Regions from separate parts of the Mus musculus genome. Here region 1 is linked to region 2. A link is a contact called in public HiChIP or PLAC-seq data. All regions are on one chromosome and are shown on one strand. Each heading gives the region's core, a stretch centred on a gene start, on an enhancer-like site or on the middle of the called end of the contact. The rest is flanking DNA. Distances are from core to core; before and after follow the strand shown.

Region 1 (3,415 bases), core at 465-2,964, 620 kb before region 2:
AGATGTGTAGAGTACATCATCTAGATTTATTAAGTCTCCCCCTTTCTAAAATAGGATGCTCTAAAATATTCCTACAGAACGTTGTGTGAAGCTGATAACAGTATACACAAGTACAACAACAGATGAGCATGATTGTACACTTGAGGTGCAGGCAGGGGATGAAGAGTTCAGTGTGGTCCGTGGATCGTAGAGACACTGTCTCAAAACAGATTCTGCAGCAGCAGAACAGAGCTTACATGACCACTATGGGCTTTCCTGGCGCTAACACAGATAAAGCAACACTAAATCGTTGTTTGGTGAGTAAAAACTGTAACAACCATGAACGGCATGAAAGAGCACTACATCGGAACTCCTCTTTTAGCAATGGTGCTATATTAGCAACATCCTCCCTTCTGCATAACTATGGAAAGTGATCTTTATGAAAAAAAAAAAAACCATATAAAATCGGCTGAGTGTGATGACACACATCTTTAGTCCTAGGCAGAGACTTGGAGAGAGTAGGTAACTCTCTCCAAGTTAGAAGTCAGGCTAGTTCAAGCCAGCCAGAACTACACATTAAGACCCTAGCTCAAAAATATCATATTTGAAGTTTATTCATAGACATGTTTTGTACAAGACTACACTACCAGAAAGGGTGGGTTTCTTTTCATGAAATGGATTCCTGGGGAGTCATTTGAACTATGTGGTCTCTCATTCACTGAATCTGTAAAAACAACCACACTGTACAAAGACTGACCTCAGAGAATCTTAACACATTCAACGACAGCCAGAAGTAATCTAAACTGTCTCTAGAGTAAGGTATGTTTTATCCTAGCAACTAAAGGTACATCGTTTGCTGACTTGCCCAGGAAGGAGCGTTTTCAAGCCATAGGAAAGTACAGTCTCATCAACCAAAACAGAAAGGAGAGCAGGAAAGAGTTACACTCAAAAGCAACCAACCTCAGAGAGGCCCTCGGACTTCTAACAGAACAGCAAGTGAACAGCTTCTGTGAGATTCCAGCTCCAGAAACCAGAACAAAGTATTCCTACAAAGTATCTGTAATTTTAAAAAGACCCTCCACTAGACATCAAAAAAGAATTGGGAGTTCTGTAGCTAGAAACTAGCAACAAATTAGTGCCTTGATGACAGTTTAGAGGTGATCAGATTTGTCAAAGATGCAGAGACTCAAAAATAAGTAGATAGGACGAAACTTGGAAAAAGCACTATCACTCGACAGGCAAGATAACTAGCAGTTCCAGGAAGAGCTGGGCATTTTTACTGAATCCTTCCCTAAGAAAGAGCAAAGGCCTCCGTGTGAAGCAACACACACAACCCCTGGCGCGGTGTCTGAGACCCAGAAGTCTAGAATCCTAAGGGTTCTGTCTGCTTCCAGGAACACACACGCACATGCAGACGCACACAAGCCCTAACTCAAAAGAAGCTGTCTACACACACACACACACACACACACACACACACACACACACACGTAACTCAAAAGAAGCCGCCTAAAGCAATGAGCGCCTTGTGCACTTCTCCAGCCCGGGATCCCGGCCACGCCTCTCCCCCACCTGGGATGTTCTGCCACCTGGACTCGTCGAGTGGCAGGGTCCTCCGCAGCCATATTTTGCTAGATCCCTCTGCAGTTTCCAGAAGTGCAGCACAGCTAAGCATCACGAGATTAAAGTGGCAGGAATGGCTTTCTTCCGGGATCTCAGCGGAAATCCTGCAGGTCCGCAGAAGTGGCTGCCTTTCAGGCTGTCCCGCCCCCAGCTCCTCCTCCCCCCTCTCCAGGCAACAGCTGTCAACCGTGGCCACCACCTTTCGCTGGGTAAGCAGCAAGGCCGATTGACCAGGTTTTTCTTTGCCCTGATGTGGCTGAGTACAGCCCCAGTTGAAGACCCATCCATACCTTTCCTCTGATCCCTCTCAGTCTTTTTTTTTTTTAATTTGACATTTTTTTCTTCCTTAATGTTCAGCAGATATGTGCCAAAGACCATAAAATGATCACCTATTGCTTCTTATTCAAATTTATTTCCAAAGCAAGCAACATAAAATAGATGTGAATATCTTTGCTCTTCCTTCTAGGATGCAAGCATAGGTAGGCCTTCATAAGACACCACTAATGATGAGAAGAAACCTTTAGCATCTGTTAGGCCTCAAAGAAACCTGGAACAAGTCCCACCCACCATCTGTGGTTCTCACACACACACACAGAGAGAGAGAGAGAGAGAGAGAGAGAGAGAGAGAGAGAAAGAGAGAGAGAGAGAGGTGGCAGTACCATGTTTAGTCTGAACCCCCCTCCCCTTCCAGATGTCTCTGGCTGTTTTCTCTGTCACAACTATAAGAAACCTTCTCCTCAACCATACCTAGCCAGTCATGCCCTCATTTTTTCATTCGGTATCCAGTTCACCCCTCATTTTTCTGTTACCTAAGGAAACCCGAGACCCTATTAAAAGCATACCATCTCCAGCACAACTCCCCCATTACTGTGCTGGGCTAAGAAAAGTCACCCTGAATACTTCTTTTCTTGTGCACGTACTGTCCATCTAGCTGTTGCCTCACCATCACTACCAACTATAAGCAACCAACTCGAGGGCAGGAGCACTGTCCTCAGCACCTGACACACTGCCTGGCAGACTGGTTCTCAAAACACAGGCACAACTGAGTGAATGACTGAGGTGGAGTTCACACAGCTCATGAATTACTTTTCTTTTGCTGTGACAATATGCCCTGACAGATGCCCTGCCCACTGAGAAGGAAAGGTTTATTTGGCTTACAAATAACAGGGAAGTCAAGGCTAGCCCGCAAAGCATCGTGTCTGAAGTCATGTACAGAGAGAATAGATTCACAAGACCTTCTTTGACTTCTGGCTCTCAGCTAGCTTTTCTCTGTATAAAATGTACGCACAAAAAGTCTCCCCACTCTTTCTGATGGAAGGACATAAGGTTGACAACAGTGGACTTCTTTAGAGCCCTCTGCATGTGCCCCCCCCCCAATCTGGAATGAGAGAGAGAAAGGAGATATGTATGTTACCTTCGCAAGGAAAATGTATACCTTGTACTTTTTAAAATTAAATTTATTTAATGTGGGTGTGCATGGGCACAGAATCATAGAACAACCTATGGGTGTCAGTGTTTTCCTTCCACCATGTGAGTTCCAGGAACATATGCAGGTCATCAAGCTTGCCAGCAAGCATCTGTCCTGATAAGATAGCTTACCAGCTGGCCCCTATACCTCCTTTTAAACTAATTAGTAATCAGTGTCCTAAAGTGTGGCAAAGCTTTTTTAGATACAACACACACACACACACACACACACACACACACACACACACACACACACACACATTCTTTACCATGCAAGAGTAATAAGATAAACAACCTGGTGGGGGGGGGAGGAATCAAAGATATTTTTCACCAAAGATACACATGA
Region 2 (3,626 bases), core at 715-3,214:
CTGGGTCAATGTGATCATCCTATTAGCTCGAGAACATACTTGAAATACAAAGTCAAAAAAAAGGAAAAGCAGACACGTGAATCCATGTTTTGTTTTGTTTTTAAAATGGGCTAAGCATTATCTCTTCACTGTGGCCACACGACACTAAGGACACTAAGATGACAGACGCTATCATAAAGGACCGGTATGAGAAGTAGTTACCGGCTTCTTTAGCTACTTACCTACTCTTCCATAGCACCCAGAAGGGACAGCTATCTGAATGTCTGTCTTCACGATGGCTTTCTCCATGGGTGATATTGTATAATCATAGGCACTGAAAGGCAAATCAGTATTTTAAAGTGTTTTTAACATTCCTTCTTACGCTAATGCATATAAAATGCGTGCCATTACTTCATATAAACAGATCCTATAAACAACCTTATGGCAGATTCCTAACTCACCTAAAAAGGTTTACTTACAAGGTAGTAGGCACTTTCTTTTAGCTTTAGAAAGATGGCTTCAGGCCCTTAATCCTAGCACCTAGGCAGAGCAAGAAGACAAAACCCTGAATGTGGGAGTGGGGAACAGGGAGATGCCAACATTGTCTCTGCTATGTGTTCTGTGGTTTTTGTCTCTGAAAGTGAAGGCTGGCAAATTAGCATGAGGAGCAGGAAGGCAGACTTAATTCATAGAAAGAATATGAAAAGCCAACCAAAGAGCAAACATCTAACACTCAATGGGCCTCACTCCGCTAGGCACACTTCGAGCCTGCGAACGCATATAAACCTATACTTTACTTTTGTAACGCTTCTCTTGATGAGAATGAACCTCCCGAAGAAAATGTTAAAAAAACACAGGTGAGAGGCAGAGATGCACTGCATTCCCCCTGCCTTCCACGCTATGGCTGTGAACTTCAGTGGCCGAAGAGAGCTGGTCTCCCAGAGCAGCTCTTGGGGGTGGACTCTGATCACAAGCGATTTTAGAAAGTCCATCTACCAAATACTACTGTAGTCTCTTATTACTGCAGCTCCCTTCCTGATCCAACGAAACTTCAGACTTTACAATGAGCAGCGCTGGAAGTCTGGCATGTGGTAGAAGAGTACGTTCAGTCACACGGAATTTTCACTCTGTAACATCAGCCATTCCCAATACACAGCAAACACCCGCTTATGTAGAAAATGGCCATAGTATCTAATTTCTCCCAAGACAGGGCATGTTAGATGCATACATTCAGGTCATTAGGCTTGGTGACTTTACACTGAGCCACCTCATAAGCTAGCCCTGGATGGAGCTCCTTAAGTTCCCAGTCCTTGGACGGGATAAGAGAAGTACACAGCTTCCATAGATCCTTTTCCTAGACTTTAACGTGCACACTGCAGACAGTCACACTTCGGTCAAGAATAAGCCTTGCACATCCGGACCTTCCACTTGGAAAGGGTGGAGCGCACGCTGCACAGTAACGCTTTGGAAATGTTATAACCCTTTACTTTCCGCTCGCCCAAACCCCTACTGAATTTGCTCAAGGTGAACTCAGGTCTCTGCGGAGCCACGACTGCACCCGGGCTCGGTGTTTGCATTCCTGCCGTCGGGCCACGGCTCTCACCTGAATAGGTCGTAGCCGGCAGCGCGCGCGGACCCGCGGGTGGGCGCCGTGGCGTGCTCCGAGAGCCGCACGAAGCGCAGAGAAGCGCCATCCTCCGCTCGAGCCCTCTTGGAGGCAGAGACGGCCGCGGCATCTTCCGAGCAGGGCATGGCGGCGGGCGTGGAAAAAGCAGAAAGCAATGAGCGTGCGAGAGCCTACCCGCCGAAAATCTCCCGCCTGGACGAGCCCACCGCGCAGGACAGGGGACGCGGCCTTCCGCAAAGGGCTCGAGCGCGGCCTAGAGGAGGCACCGACCTCGCCAGGCTCCCCTCCTCGGGGTCCGCAATGGACTCGTCCCCGCGCTGCAGGCCAGGCCCTGGCTCACCGTTACCTGCTCAGACCAGGGCTCCCTCCAAGCGCGCTCCCGCTCCAACTCCCCCACTAGCGCGCTCTCTCGAACTGCCCTAATCCTCCCCACCCCGTGCGCGCTCCCGCCCCTGCCCCCCACCCCCTCACCAGCGCGCGCGCTCCCGGCCGGAGCTCCTCGGCTTCCTCGGCAGCTCCGGCTCCGCGCCGACCCGAGCGCACGCCCGCGGAGCAGAGCGGCCTGCAGGCGGGCGCGCAGCAGCACGCTTAGGAGAGGCATGGCGCTGGAGGCCCTGCAGGCCCTGAGGCCGCTGCCCCGCCCCGCGCTCCGCCTAGCGGCCCTCCTACGTGCTTTTCCTCGCCCTGACCTGAACAGATCTTTTGCCTTCCACCACCGGACCTGCAGGGCATTTTAAAATTCCTTGACCTCAGCCAAAGCAACAAGGAGCCAACCCCCACCCCCACCCCCACCCCCACCCCCACCCCCACCCCCTCGCCGGTAGTTGGGAGTCAAACTTTTTTTTTCCAGAGAGGATAATTAAAGATCTTTCTGGAGTCTCCGGTTTTATCTGGACTATACCATAAACACGTGGAACTCAAGTTGTGGTGCACTTCGATTTTCAAGATAAATAGAAGGCCCAAGGCACTTTTATAGAAATACCGACTATACATATTGGGGCGATTGGTTCCCCTGATGGGTGTGCAATACACTACACTTCTTGAAGCTCTTTTAAAGCATCTGTTATTGTGCAGTCCCACGATGTGTCTGTGTGTCTTGCAGGTCATTGCCAGTGCGAGGTTATCTTCTCCTTGTTCCTTCCACCTTTAGGTGGGTTTAGGGTTAGACCTGTGGTGGCCAGGCTCTTTACTCTCAGAATGTTTTTATTTACATTTCTTCTTATTACAGTCTGCACATGCATGTATTTTCTTGCCTAATGTCTACTTGTTGGTTAGATTCAAAGTCCATGAGGGAAATTGATCCAGCCTTTGTATTCTTGGAGTCTAACCGTGAGTTTCAAAAGCCCTCACAGGTGCGCCTGCCCCCCCCTCTTCCCTTCCCCCCTCCCTTTTCTCTTCTCCCCCTCCCCTTCTCCCTCCCCACTCTCCCTCTCCCTTCTACTGCTTCAGCACCATGCCCGCCTGCTCCACACCATGATAATGGACTAACCCTCTGAAACGGTAAGAAAGCCCCCAGTTAAATGCTGTCTTTATAGAGTTGCCTTGGTCATGGTGTCTCTTCACAGCAGTAGAACACTAAGACAGATGGTGATCGCATTGTTTAGTAAGGAGGGCTCCTGTGCATTATTTCTTCTCAGAAATCTTAATATTGGTGCTTAATCCTTTAAAACAAGATTATTGTTGGGCCTGGAGAGATGGTTCAGCTGTTAAGAGCACTCAGTGTTCCTGTATCAGACCCAGTTTGGTTAGCAACACCCACATTGGTGATTCACAACTGCCTGTGACTCAAGCTCCAGGAGACCCAACTATGTCCTCTGGCTTTGGAGGGCACCTTATACACACAAACAATCATGTCCACGGGAACAGATAGATAAACATATATTCTCTTCAGTTTTGCATATAAATGTGTATATGCTTTGACCACAATTCTCCAGTTCTTAACTGCTTACCCCATTTTCCTGACACCAAACCACTTCTTTCCATATAGTACCTCTCCTGGTGTTTCGTTTTGTTTATTGCA

What was found. HiChIP or PLAC-seq counts read pairs in DNA pulled down with a chosen protein or histone mark.
Region 1: a contact with region 2 is called in an H3K4me3 HiChIP or PLAC-seq map of embryonic stem cells, with 4 times the contacts expected there. The contact joins the promoter of Galk2 here to the promoter of Dut in region 2. A contact is called at or near these places in 2 of 39 promoter capture datasets (the 3T3-L1 cell line and erythroid cells) and 4 of 115 datasets of contacts at active chromatin or transcription factors (astrocytes, embryonic stem cells and pro-B cells).

The regions. Positions count from the first base shown.
Region 1 is chr2:125,864,522-125,867,936 of GRCm38.p6, reverse strand. Galk2 (galactokinase 2) reads right to left here and starts at 1,714. Exons shown (of 10, transcript NM_001291002.1): 1 at 1,552-1,714. The coding sequence starts at 1,604.
Region 2 is chr2:125,245,853-125,249,478 of GRCm38.p6, reverse strand. It overlaps Dut (deoxyuridine triphosphatase), which reads right to left and starts at 1,964. Exons shown (of 6, transcript NM_023595.6): 1 at 1,583-1,964; 2 at 222-313. The coding sequence starts at 1,731.